Regions from separate parts of the Mus musculus genome. Here region 1 is linked to region 2. A link is a contact called in public Hi-C data. All regions are on one chromosome and are shown on one strand. Each heading gives the region's core, a stretch centred on a gene start, on an enhancer-like site or on the middle of the called end of the contact. The rest is flanking DNA. Distances are from core to core; before and after follow the strand shown.

Region 1 (6,372 bases), core at 2,614-5,113, 49 kb before region 2:
GAAGCCACATGTGCTGTTGCAGAGTGGCGCTGGCTACTGCTGGCCACCACGCATAAGTTTGGACAAACAACCAATGTGTACATATGCAGTAAAGTTTTTTGCCAAGACACTGCCTGGCCCGGGCATGATAATGGGGTTCTGAGAGTATAACCAATCTGATGTGAGACATGCAAATGAGCTATGATAATAAGGTTCTGAGAGTATAACCAATCAGATGTGAGACATGCAAATGAGGTATGTTAATGAGGTTCTGTGAGGTACTGAGAGAGAGTAACCAATCAGATGAGGAACATGCAAATGAGGTATAGTGCATAACCAATCCGGGTGTGAGACACGCCTCTCCTAGGCCTATATAAGCAGCACCAGTTCTGGGCTTGGGGTCTTTTCGCCTCTGCAATCAAGTTCTCCCAATAAATGTGTGCAGAAGGATCCTGTTGCACGTCGTTCTTGCTGGCGAGACGGGCGTGCGCAAGAATGACATGTATGCTTGTGTGTGTTGTGACTTATATGTGTCTGTGTGTTGTGACATGTATGCTTGTGTGTGTTGTGACTTATATGTGTCTGTGTGTTGTGACATGTATGCTTGTGTGTGTTGTGACATATATGTGTCTGTGTGTTGTGACATGTATGCTTGTGTGTGCAAGATTTAAATTAAAAACTGCAGTGAATGAGCCAATAAGAAATTTGGAGAGAACAGAAATTAAAAATAAAATGAAAATACAATGATTTAACATTTACCATCCATAAATTATCTTTTAAATACTAATTAGTATATAACACATTAATACAACAGAACAGGTTATATATAAAATTTTCACCCTGCTTATTTTAATTCACATTAGTGAATTAAACACATATTTTTACTTTTTTAATCTCTTATTTATTTATTTATTTATTTATTTTTATGTGTATGGGAGTTTTGCCTATATGTGTATGTGCACATGTATGCTTGGTGCCTGAGGAGAGCACAAGAGGGCTTCTGATCCCTTGAGACTGGAGAAACAGCTAGTTATAAGCTGCCATGTGGATGCTGGAACTCAACCCCAGGTCCTCTGGAAGAGTAGCCGGAGTTCTTCAGCCATTTCTCCACTCCAACTCGTCTCTTGTTATATAATCATTTATACCAGTAAATATCATTTTTAATAACAATGAAGATGAAAACCCCAAATGGGGATGTCTGGTGTTCTGGAGACAATTCTGAGGAGGTGCTGAAACAAAGAGGTTTTCTCAGGCAGCCTCACCGGTTCAGAACTTAGTTTCTGTAAGCTGCCTGTCAGTGGCCTCATGTGTAAGCAAGACGGTCAGAGAATGAATAGTAACTTTAACCCCAAAGAGAAGCCAGCCCGATGCTACACAGGCTGTAGCGTCTGGAGGCTCACAAGCCTTGATCCTTTGTGGACAATGTTGCTAGCAGCCCCTCCTCACACGCAGGAATTCTGTGCATGGGCATGACACACCCACTCTTGCTGGGTGTCCACATCCCACGTTTTCCATGCACTCAATTGACCTCACAGAGGATGCGGAGTGCCATTTCATTCTCCTCACACCTCTCACGACGACGACTAAGTCTCTCATAACATCACTAACACAAGTCAGTCATCCTTCCTACAGATTCCTAAAAGTGAAGTCACTGAGTCCGCAGTGTGACAGCCATTAAGAGACTGACTTACTGAGGGGCTGACTCAGAGGACCCTGGCCTTTCTATGCAATCAAAGCAGAAGGCACAACTGTGTCAAATTATGACATAAAAATAGTTGAAAGTCTTCCAGACATTCTGTTCACGATTATAACTTACCCCCGATCAACGATAAGCCCTTTCTAGTTTATGCTAAATCAGGGTGGACATTTGATTAAAGAGTTTAGAATATGTAAATTTTATCAATATATTAAGGCAATCGCTACATTGTGAAGACTGAAAACTATTAAAAGCATTACCCCGTTTTTACTGCCAATGAAGAAAACAGATTTTTCTCCGATTTCAGCTCCGTCCCCTTCGCTCCCATGACTTCTCCGTTTCTCTACCTCAGCTTTTGCGATTTCCCAGAGAGTTTCACTGCATAAGTAGAAAGACAAATGGCACAGAAACAAAAGGAATCCTTAGAGATATTTATCTCCCGCAGAGAAATTTTATTTCAGTAAGATTTATAAAAATACTATTTCTTGATAGTCAATAGCTAGGTAAAACACTAGAGGACTTTTTTTCTAACTATCTTCACTTGGAAACGGCTCGTGAAGAGTACTGACAGAGCGCCCTAGCATCCATTCCTCTGCTGTGAGCAAACACCGCAACAAGGCAAGGATTTATTTTCCTCATATATCCAGGAGTCACGGTGCGTCGGTAGGTTAAGGCCACAGCAGTTTGCCTCAGCCAGACAGTCACACCCACAGCCAAGAGCAAAGAGAATGACAGCATGCCTATTTGCCCTCTTGGGGTAGGCTAGCTGTCCTCAAGCTCTAGGGACCCGCCTGTCTCCACCCCTCCTCCTAAGTCCCGAGTTTACAGACATGGGTCCCGCACCTTAGGTTTACCAGCTCAGGTCCTCATGCTTGAACATCAAGGACTTTATGCACTGGGCCATCTTCCAGCCCTCACCAAGTATTTGTTGAGCAACTAATGCATGCAAGCCTCTATGCTAATCCTCTAGTTCAAATCTATTGTCTCTGAAATGTCAATAAAAAAAAAAAAGAATATCTGCTTTGGGGGCCACAGTGATTGTTACATTGTCACTGTTCATTTAGTTTTAAACCACAAAAGCTATTGATGGCCTATAATTATTACCAGACTAGAACCTGAATCAGGGCTGGTGATAAAGTCTAAGCCGTTACCGTGCCTGCTCAATTCCCAGAACCCCACAAACAAAACGGGAGTGTTTTAAAATGTCAAAACAGGAAGACAAAGTCAAAATCGAAATCCCGAATGATCTGAACTCTTATTTCACAGGCCGAGGATTCTGCTTGCTCTGTTTACACACCAGTCCCCCAAAATATGGTTCTCTGTTTCTCAAGTACCCAGGGAAAGGAAAGGGTTCTTCAATCTGCCAAAACCCAAACAAAGAAACAAAACCCCCGCACTCACAGTTTCACTACAGTAACCTAAGCTGACTCAATTCCAGCCCGGAACTTCATAAACTCTACCGCAGCTTGTGCCTCTGATCCACAAAGTGGATCATACTGCGCCCTGGTGGACCCTTGGCCCTCTCCCTGACATCTTTGTAGGCCATTCGGAGGGAGGTTCGGGTACTTTAAAGGAACCTGGTAGAGATAAATGTTCAAGTGTATTTCATAAGCCATCAAGACCCCCAACTCTGCGCCTTCAAGGAGATGTTACACTTTCCTCCAAGGTACAGAAGCCCTGTGACACCAGGCAGGGGCCCCTGGGGAGAAGGCTCTGTGGTCTGGTTCACCACCATGCCCTGGCCCGCAACAGCATGTGGCTATCTGAAACACTTCACTGCAATCAGCGAATGGATGGAGTTGAAGATCTTTTCAAGTCGCTTTTTTTTCTAGTTTGTGACAGAATCCTCAAGTTATAGGTCGGGGGGGGGCGGGGAGCGGGGAGGGAGGGAGGGGTTGAGGGGGTTGAGTAGGAGGGTGGGATAGGGATGGAGGGTGGTGACAGCGAGGTACTACTGCTCCGACCAGCTCCGCATCGCCCACAGCGCCAGGGCTGGGTACCTCTGCTCCAACCTTCCGTATCCCTTCCCTATTCTGGTGGGAAAGAGGGCAGGTCGTGAGAGCCCCGCAGGCCGGTTCAGCAATACCTGGGCATGGTGGCTGCGCCGCCCCAGAGTTCCTGGGCTCCGCGTGAGGAACAACCCTGACCCAGGCAGGCTGCAAACACCTAGTTGGGCCAGAGAATGCAGGCTCCTCGGTTGCCATGGCAACGACGTCACGGCCGAGGTTGCGTCCCAAAGAGCAGCCTCATGGGAAGTGTAGTTCTCCACCTTCGGCTTACTTCTCCGTATTCAGCATCAAGCCCTAGGATGCCAGATGATATGGTGAGCATGCTTGTGCATCTGGAATGAAAATGTTGGGGGCTTGAAGGTTTTGTTTGTTTTTGTTTTTGTTTTTAGTTATACGGAGTGCAGACTGCATGCCAGGAGCCTCTGCTCTCTTATCGTTACTTTTTTCCTCTAGTGCCATGATTTGGAAGCTGAAACAATGTTGGGCAGTTACCTAATAAAACATAGGAGGAAAAAATTTCAACTGTTAAAATCAAAACAAGGAACAAGGTGTGCAAACTTTTTGCCCAGTTTTCTCCTCCTCCTCCTCCTCCTCCTCCTCCTCCTCCTCCTTCTTCTTCTTCCCCCTCCCCCTCCCCCTCCCCCTCCCCCTTCTTCTTCTTCTTCTTCTTCTTCTTCTTCTTCTTCTTCTTCTTCTTCGACAGGGTTTCTCTGTGTAGCCCTGGCTGTTCTGGAGCTCACTCTGTAGACCAGGCTGGCCTCGAACTCAGAAATCTGCCTGCCTCTGCCTTCCAAGTGCTGGGATTAAAGGCATGTACCACCACTGCCCAGCTTTGTCCAGTTTTCTGAACATTTGGATGTATGATGTTTTATGAAGCAGTGGATTTATTAATAAGTCAATGAAGTATGTGTTCTCCTACATACTTAATTTGTTTTATGCAGGAGGGCTTATATTTGTTTGAACTTTGTGGGCTCTTTATACATAGGCAGGAATCCCCACAAACTTATATAGAGTATTGCTCTGGGCAATACAGAGTAAGACATGAGATACAAACCCTTTTAAAATAGATGGACACAGCTAATTGTAATCATAACTCAGGGAAAGCAAGCTATTGTAGGAAAGGTACAAAGTGACCACAGCTGAAGCAGTTGACAAAGCATTCATGACAGGCTTGCTATTTGACCTGTTCTGAATGTTGAATAGACCCAGGTCCCAGATCCCTGAATGTCTGAAGGAAATTCTCTCCAAGCCTTTGGGTTCAGTTTCTATGGTGGGACGTATAAGAACATTGGGGTTTGGAATAAGATGAGCTGAGATTCAGTTCCTAGCATGCAGAAGGTTGAATGAATCCAAGGTCTCCTGCAAGCCAGGCAGGTGCCTTGCACCACGAGTTACCACCTCAGCCCTATTGGCAGATTTGAATGTAGAGACAGAAGGAGTATATTCCTGGAAATGAAGCAAAGTGTAGGAAAGAGTCAGGTCAGAAGGTCTGAGGCGAAGGTGTTCAGTGGAGGAAGGACGTTTTCAAAGACAGCCGAACACTCCTCACTCATTGCCCTCTGCGCTCTGGTGCTAGCCAGCCGGTGGCCTGTGAACTCCTGTTACTGTAATGACTTGGGATTCTGGGTTTACAATCTGTTCCTGGGTTTAGCATGCTGTTTAGGAAGTCAGGTAGGTATTAACAACCATTGTGATAACAGTTACGGTGGCTAATGTCATTTCCTAGGCACGACTTGCCAGGTACCTCTTCAAGGCTGTAACTGTTTTGGTTAACCAGGAGAGACGGTTGGAGGAGGGAGTTTGGTAAACGGGAAAGATCAAGGGCAGTGCTTCTCAACCTGTGGGTCGTGACTCCTGTGGGAGGTCAAACGGCCCTTTCACAGGAGTCACATGTCAGATATCCTGCATACCAGACATTCACATCATGGTTCATAACAGATGCAAAGTCAGTTATGAAGTAGCAACAAAATAATTTTTTTCCATTTATTCACTTTACATCCGGATCCCAGCTGCCCCTCTCCTCTCAGTGCCCCCCCCCCACTCCTCCCTCCCTCCATCCTTCCCTTTCTCTTCTGGGTACAGCAAGGCCCCCTTGGGTACCAGACCACCCCGGTGCATCAAGTCACTGCAGGACTGGACACAGAAAAATATGGAATGTTTCACGAAGTTTCACATCATCCTTGTGCATGGGCCATGCTAACCTTCCCTGTATCATTCGTATTTTAGGATATGCACCTCCGAAGCAAGCATGCGATGAAATAATTTTATGTAGGGGTCACCACAACATGAGGAGCTGTATTAAAGGGGGGCACGGAACAGGAAGGTTGAGAACCACTGATCAAGGGTTATCTGTCTGAGCCCTGGTCATCTGCATGAACTCAAGGTGGACTCAGTTGATCTGATTGGGCAGCTGAGTTTTGTCTTCCTCCTTTAATTGCACTGAGGTTTCATAGTTGAACAAAGAAAGTGACCTTTCTTCCTGTACAGATGGAAATCATTCTTTAGTGCAATGCCATATTAGTTACTTTCAGTTAGGATAAAACTCCAAGACCAAGGTAACTTACAGAAGAGCTAGTTTATTTTGGCTAACAGTTCTAGAGGGTTAGAGTCCAGTGGGGGCAGGGCATGGGAAGAAGCAACAGTTGAGGGAGCAGGAGCAGAGAGCTAAGAGCTTACACACCTCACACC
Region 2 (7,169 bases), core at 2,239-4,738:
AATTCTTCCAAATCTATTTCATATTTAAAATTTACATAAGATGCTCCTGACCCCACACTCTAACATCTCTGCCTCCCACATGTGCACTGACTGGAGACACCAGAGACAAATTACTGACATGAACTGCAACCATTACAGTTCAGTGAGGCCTCAGCCATGCATGTAAAGTCCCACGTGTCTCAGGCTACACCACATTTCTAGTGACCACAGCCAACCCCTTTCCCACTTTTAGCAAAGACTTTTGTCTTAGGGAGACCAAGAAAACCAAGGACATTAGAAGTGACGTCATTCCATGTCCCTCCAATGCAGATGTTCGTCTGCAGCCCTCCTCACATCCTTCCACTGTGCCCTACCCCGACTCTCACCCACTCACTTCTGGATCTGAATCTCCCAGGTCTCCTGGCGTCTTCCTTCAGCCTGTAAATCCAGGCACATGTCTTTCCCATTCTCCTCTGACTCCACGTCCCCCAGCTGGATGCCTTCTGAAGTACTGGAGAGTCTAGACAGTCTATAAACTCGCATGCTACACTGGCCTCCCAGTTCCCCTCCATCCCTCCGCAATGTGCTGTCCTCCCAGAGCATGTCAGGCATGACCCAACTCCTGCCCAAGGGTTCCACCCCTCGGTTTTCTTGATCTCTTGGACTTTTCACCCGTGCCCCTACATGCCTTCCGTTTTATAGCGTTCCATTCTCCATTCCCTACGCTCAATACCTACAGTATGTCCTTTTTGGGTGCTTTCTCTTATCTTCATTGCTAACAGTCACTTAAATAATGCCAAGTCCTCAAGCCCTCCTGTCTCGCCAGCTTTCTCCTCCTGAACACACAGTGCTATGCCGTTCACCAGGAGGTTACAGGATAACTGTGTGAGGTAATGTCTCCAGAAATTGAGCTCAGGTTGCCGGCTGGATTGAGCCACCTTGCTAGCCTGTGCTGCTCCTTGGGTTAGGTGTCCTTCTGGGACCCAAAGCATCAGTATGTCCCCAATCCGCCTGCCCATCTCCTGAACGTTGCTCCTTCCTCACGAGCGTTCTTACCTAGTCCCACCCTTCATCTGGATACTTATAAAATCCTGTCCACTTCCTAACCCCAGTCCAGGCTGCTCTTACTGATGGCCACCACTTAAATTCGACTTCCTGTTTTGTTTCCCATAATAGTTTAGAGCCTCATGTGTACGAGAGCCGTGGCTTCAGCTATTCTTAGGCTCTATCATGCCTCCCACAAATTCATCTTCCTCAGTGAGCAAGCTGTTAACAGCATCCATGTGTCCATGTCCCCCCGGAGGACTCTGATTTTAAAGAAACTTTTGAAGGACAAGATCCAGAATTAAATCAGTCAAGTTCTTCATAAATGTCTTCACAATATGCATAGTATTAGTAATATTTAATTGTTATGTTTTATTCTTAGTAAAAATATTATCAGGTGCCAAAGTGGCATCTCTCTCTCTCTCTCTCTCTCTCTCTCTCTCATACCTCTATTCTGCGCACACAGAGGTGGATGGATCTCTGTGAGTTTAAGGCCAGCCAGTCTACATAGTGAGTTACAGGCCCCCCCAGGGCCACATAGTGAGACCCTGCCTGACAAAAACAATCCTAAGCATCAGGAGAGAAATCTTCGCATCCTGCCCACAAGCACAAATGGCTGAGTTATTTAACTCCATTGTTTAAGCTCATTTAAAACGCAGGCATGGGCTGGAGAGGTGACTTACTGAGTAAAGGTGTTTGCTGCACTTGTCTGACCCTGATGAAGGACTCCTCGAACCCATGTAAACCCCAGTGCTAGGGGTGCAGACACAGGAACACCCCAAAGCCTGCTAAGCCAGCCAGTCTAAGCTCCTGTCAGCTCCAGGCTCAGTAAGAGAAACAAACAAAGCTAGGTGGACAGCACTTGAAGACACTTGACCTGAACTTCTAACTTATACATACACGCAGCTCACACACATACACATATTCACGCATACACCGCACTCTCACACGCACACATTCACATGCACACACTTACATATACATAGACATAGTCATAAACATAGACATAGACACACACACACATAGACATAGACACACACACACATTCACCATACACACACACACACACACACACATTCACCATACACACACACACACACACACACACACACACACCCCTAGCACGTGTCCCTGTTGAATACACTGGTGAATTCTTACTTTTGGTGCTGAGTGTGTTACCCATGTTATCATTAGATACAAGTGACAGAGTAGTAGATATACAGTTTTCACCTCTTAACATAACAGGACTCAAGCACATCACTATGAATGTTTTACTATGCATTCTCAAAAGTGACCAACAGGATGTTTTAAACATTTGAATGAATATGGACTCCATCCTTTGTAAGTCCCTATAGTCTCCTGCAAATGAAAACTTCTGAAGACAGATTCTTCCAACAGAGAGGACTCAGATGGAATGTTTAAAAATGCTTTATACATGCTTAAAATCACATCTATCATCTATCTATCTATCTATCTATCTATCCATCCATCCCAATGGATAAGCACAAGCTACACTACATGTGTGGAGTCAGAGGACAGTGTGTGAGAACTGTCCTCTTCATACCAGAGACTACATCCGAGGCGTGGCCTGGGTGCCTTTATCTGCTGAGCTAGCATCTCACCAACCCCCAAATGGATGTGTTTTTAAAATATTTGATATTTGGGCTGGGGGAGGCATGCTCAGAAGGTGAAGTGCATACTATTAAATATCAGGACCTGAGTTTATTCCAGCACCCAGAGAAAAAGCCAGGCACTGTGGTGTGTGCTTTTAATCCCCTTGTGTGGAAGAGGATTGATCCCTCAGGACTCTGACCAGCTAGCCTTGTTGATAAACCTTTGTCTCACAGAACAAGCTCAGGGCTGGTGGGTGCTTAACACCATGTCTAGTGGTCTGCACTTAACCTCAGAACCCTCAGGTTAAAGATGAGAACCATCTCCCACATGTAAGTACTTAGTGCAATAGGAGTATGTCATGATGTATTGTGAAGTCTCTCATGCACAAATTCTCTCTCTCTCTCTCTCTCTCTCTCTCTCTCTCTCTCTCTCTCTCTCACTCACTCACACACACACATTCAGACCTTCAGGCTTGGCAGAAAGCACTTTGAGCTATCTTACCCCCAAACAGAATATTAGATATAGATTTACTATCTGAGCTTCACCATTCATGATGCATCGCACTCACCAAAGCAGCAGCCTAGGATGCTGCCGAGGACAAGGGTCCTACCTTGGTGAGCAAGCCCTTTACTGCGGGTTTGCCCTCAGGCTGCAGGCAAAGAGGGTTCGCAGCTTGTACTCGCAGAACGCTCTGTAACACTTTGATCCATTCTTCCAGTATATTGGGAGAATCCGCCGTCAGATAGTATGTGTGCTTCTCTGTGGCCAGCTGGAAGGGGATACAGAGAGGCAGTCATGATGACTTAGTCCTGTCCAGTCAAGCATCGCTACTGACAGGGAAGTGCACATGGTTCACCTAGTGTCTGGTTTCAAGGAAATGGAGAATCCTTTAGCCACTGTCTGAGAATGTCGGCCACTGAGTCCTTCTCACGTGGGTCTGACACACTTCATACTGTTAAATCTAGGGTTGTGGTTTTATATCTGTAATTGTCACATGTTCTTTCTCTCCCCTCTGTGTGACAAGCTCTAGGCTGTTGAACAGGAAGGTTAAAGGTGACGGTGAACTCACGCACAGTTAACAGTGCAAGAGGGGATGTTCATGGAGAGAAGTGACGCAACGAACCATAAACAAATGAGAAGAATTCTACACCAACTCCTGCGGCTGCACGTGACCCTTTTCCACGAACTCACAGCATTCCAGTCTCAAATTAACTGTGTTGCCAATTTCCCCCAAAATTTCAGGGCTTTCCAATCAATTCTTTACAGTCATGCTCTACAACAGAGCTTTCTCTGATTCATCCATTTAAACTCAGGCATCCCCGGTTCAATGACAGCATCAACCATGGAACCTTTCTAGACAAATTTTTACCCTCCACAGGAGCAAGACAAAGTCATAATGATGATGATATGATAATACTGATTAACGATAATAATATAATACAGTGGATGGCCAGCAGTGGGGGCGCACAAACTTTAATCTCAGCACTTGAGGCAGAAGCAGGCAGATCTAAGTTTGTGGCCAGCCTGGTCTAGAAAGTGAGTTCCAGGACTGCCAGGGCTACTTAGAAAAAGACAAACAAAATAATCCCACCACCACAAACAAATGTTATTGAAACATGTCAGAAGCAAAGTGTCTGAATTTAGAATATCTCAGAGCCTGATTTAAATTTAGCAGACTTATGTTTGGGTGAGATGAGAATCAGCCATCTTTGATAACACTTGGCAGAACTGTGCCTCTGGTCAACAATAGCTTTCCCTCTTTGAGGTTCATGGGAGAACTAATTGTCACTGTCCGATTCTATACAAGGGTTCCTGAATTCAATATTATGTTACAAACACCTCAGAAATTCATTTACTGGATAAACCTCCCCTGACAGCCTGATATTTTGAGAGCTGGAAATGCTCAGGAGATTAAATAAAAACTCAGGGAGAAAAGGCACAGGGCAGTAGTGGGAAATACCCGTACTTAGTTTGAAGTACAGAGTTAGCTAAAAAAAAGATTGGATTATTACAAACTAATTCTAAAACTAATAAAATGTACCAAACAATCTAATCTCAACTGAGAACTGTTTTTTTAAAAAATGGTACTAAAGCAAAGAATAATGAATTGAAGTGATGTGTACCTGAACCGTTTGCTTGTTATCGCCCCGTAAAATACTGCAGGATGCACTCAGTTCAATGTGGCCCTGGGGTTTCCGAATCACATCGCTCTGTGCAAAAGGAGCAAAAATAGAGAGAGTAGCAGCTATAACAGCAACTACAGGAAATGTTTTGTGTCCTTAATCTATTATTGATTTTTAACCTGCATTTTTATTTCATGTGTATGCATGTCTTGCTGGCATGTATGTCTACACTTCACGAGCATGCAGTGGCTGTACCACCCAGAGGGGCTGTCAGATCCCTTTGGACTGGAGTTACGATGGTCATGAGCCCTCCATGTCAGTGTTGGGCTCTGCAGGAACCAGGATGCTCTGCAGGAACAGCCAATGCTGAACCATCTCTCCAGGCTCCACAATTATTATTTTTTTATCACACAGAGAGAAAAAAAAAAAGCCCAGTTGTGAGTCTGTTTTACAGTGTGAGGAACTCAGGCCCTAACGGGAGCACTGCCAACAGGAGCACTCCCAACAGCGAGCACTGCCCACTCACTGGTGACTTGTAGTAAAGTAATTCGCCTCCTTTCAGAACAAACCACCTCCGCTTCCAAGTCTTGACTCTCACGCTCATTTTCAGTAGGTACCCAGATTTTTCTAATGGTTCCTAATGAAGAGAAAACATTTGACAATGGGATTTTGTTTACTTCTGGCAAGTCAAACTAACAGATTCATTTTTTTTTTCAGAGTCTGATTGCTCGTTTACATTTTTCCCATTGTCACAGGAGGCCAGGCAGGTTTTTAGAAGTTTCTGCTCGGGCTGCGAACACTCTGCGTCTATGGGATAGGCATCCGGAGGAATGGCATAGTCACTTTCAGAAGCTGCGGAGGAGTCAGACACGCCTAGGAAAACAAAGATAGAAATTGAGTCACGATTTCCTGCTGGCGCTGGCCAACAGCTAGTAAGTTCTCCTGCGGACAGCAACCAGCTCCTACATCCTAAACCACCTTTACAAGATTTACTCCCATTCTTCCCGTCATGGAGAACTTTCAAAATTTCCATGGAAGTCAAAAGAACATAAATAATATTTTGGTATGATTGGAACCGTGAGTTTTCTCACATATATCAAATATCATCCAAGTTCACTAGTGCGCCGTATTAAAAGACATAAAATATGTGTATTTGTATATTGTTACATAGGCAAACAGATGTTGAGCTCAATAGAGTTCTCTATGAGAGTCTAGTAAACTATTAACCAGCTCACTGGCTTTGAAAACCCCTCACTAAAGCCTCAAAGACGCAAACATGCTATTCATACACTGACAGCTATGAAGCAAAATGCAATGGAACATTTTCACACTAATTGAGTTGACTTTTTACAAAGTTTCCTGTGAGTTACAAGCCATATATAGATGGTAAATATAAGTGGAGATTTACAAACATTAACTCAAGAACTTAGGCTAATATGCATCTAAAAGGATGGTTACTAAACGGCACACAAGAAGACCACTCATATAATATTAGCCTTTGCTTACTTGTTCAGACAAACAACAGCTGTCTGACACAGACACCAGACATGTAAAACCTCAGAGATCATCCTAGCTAATGTCCTCATTGTTTAAGCGGCGAAAGATCCAGAGACAGCAGGATTTATGCAAAGTCAAGCAACTAGCCAGGGGTGATTTTGGAGGGCAAAGCTCAGATTCCAAGCCCAGGGCTAACGCACTAAGTCCTGTCTGAGGTGCTAGGGCTATGAAGCACAACAAAAGAAATGTTTGAGTCCTCTTGTAACAGAGTCTAGTGAAGGAAAACAGAAGCCCAACAGGTAGTAAGTGTGACAACAACAACAACAACGAAACGAAATGCAGAGCAGACTAAAGTGTAATAGACAAGCAGGCCACCAAAGAATGGCAAAGACAATGATCTGAAGGGCTTGGTCAGGGTAGAGCCAGCCATGTTTGAACAGAGCCATGAGGAGGAGGAGTTACACAAACATGGGGGTCAAGCATGATGGTACACATCTAAGTACGCCCAGCGCTCAGGAGGATGGGGAATGCAGGAAGATAGGTAGAAGAAGATCAACTTGGGCTACAGAGCAAGTTCAAGATTGGCCTGGGCTACAAGAAACCCTGTCTCAAAACAAAATAGGCATTAAAAAAAAACAAACAAACAAACCCAACCTGTAAACAAGAGGGTCTGTGAGCTCAGCCTTGACTAAGGGAAGAGAAGGGAAAGGGGCGGGGGTTTAAAGACATAAAAGGGAATCCTAAGAGCTGTTTGAGGAACACTAGCAGCTGCAGTCACAGCAACAATGTGACATAACCAAGATGGAGCAAGGAAACTGGCGAAAGCCCAAACGCTGACCCACAGGCAGCTTAGCGGCTCCAGCTGAAGCCCGTGGCTCCCAAGGCCGCAGCAGTTGTGTGCCACGCAGTTTG

What was found. A called contact is a pair of places that touch in the nucleus more often than the background predicts.
Region 1: a contact with region 2 is called in a Hi-C map of muscle stem cells, with 2.1 times the contacts expected there. The contact joins the promoter of Dync2li1 here to the enhancer-like site in region 2. A contact is called at or near these places in 7 of 39 promoter capture datasets (the 3T3-L1 cell line, 3T3-L1-derived adipocytes, the HPC-7 cell line and 4 more), 5 of 484 Hi-C or Micro-C datasets (hematopoietic stem and progenitor cells, muscle stem cells, myocytes and 1 more), 3 of 115 datasets of contacts at active chromatin or transcription factors (embryonic fibroblasts and embryonic stem cells) and 3 of 9 other capture datasets (adipose tissue, liver and macrophages).

The regions. Positions count from the first base shown.
Region 1 is chr17:84,623,966-84,630,337 of GRCm38.p6, reverse strand. It overlaps Dync2li1 (dynein cytoplasmic 2 light intermediate chain 1), which reads right to left and starts at 3,863. Exons shown (of 13, transcript NM_172256.2): 1 at 3,762-3,863; 2 at 1,936-2,053. The coding sequence starts at 3,769. Gm26066 (a small nuclear RNA gene) reads right to left here and starts at 5,932; the gene lies at 5,828-5,932.
Region 2 is chr17:84,573,395-84,580,563 of GRCm38.p6, reverse strand. Plekhh2 (pleckstrin homology domain containing, family H (with MyTH4 domain) member 2) reads right to left here. Exons shown (of 30, transcript NM_177606.4): 12 at 5,497-5,633; 13 at 5,287-5,397; 14 at 4,761-4,847; 15 at 3,248-3,406. Among named protein-coding and RNA genes, the nearest start is that of 4930500A05Rik, 24 kb to the right of the region's middle. Within about 2 kb of position 3,488, at least 10 of the 459 cell types and tissues checked have an H3K27ac peak or open chromatin away from gene starts, as enhancers often do. A contact at or near this core is called in muscle stem cells and nephron progenitors, where this site is marked.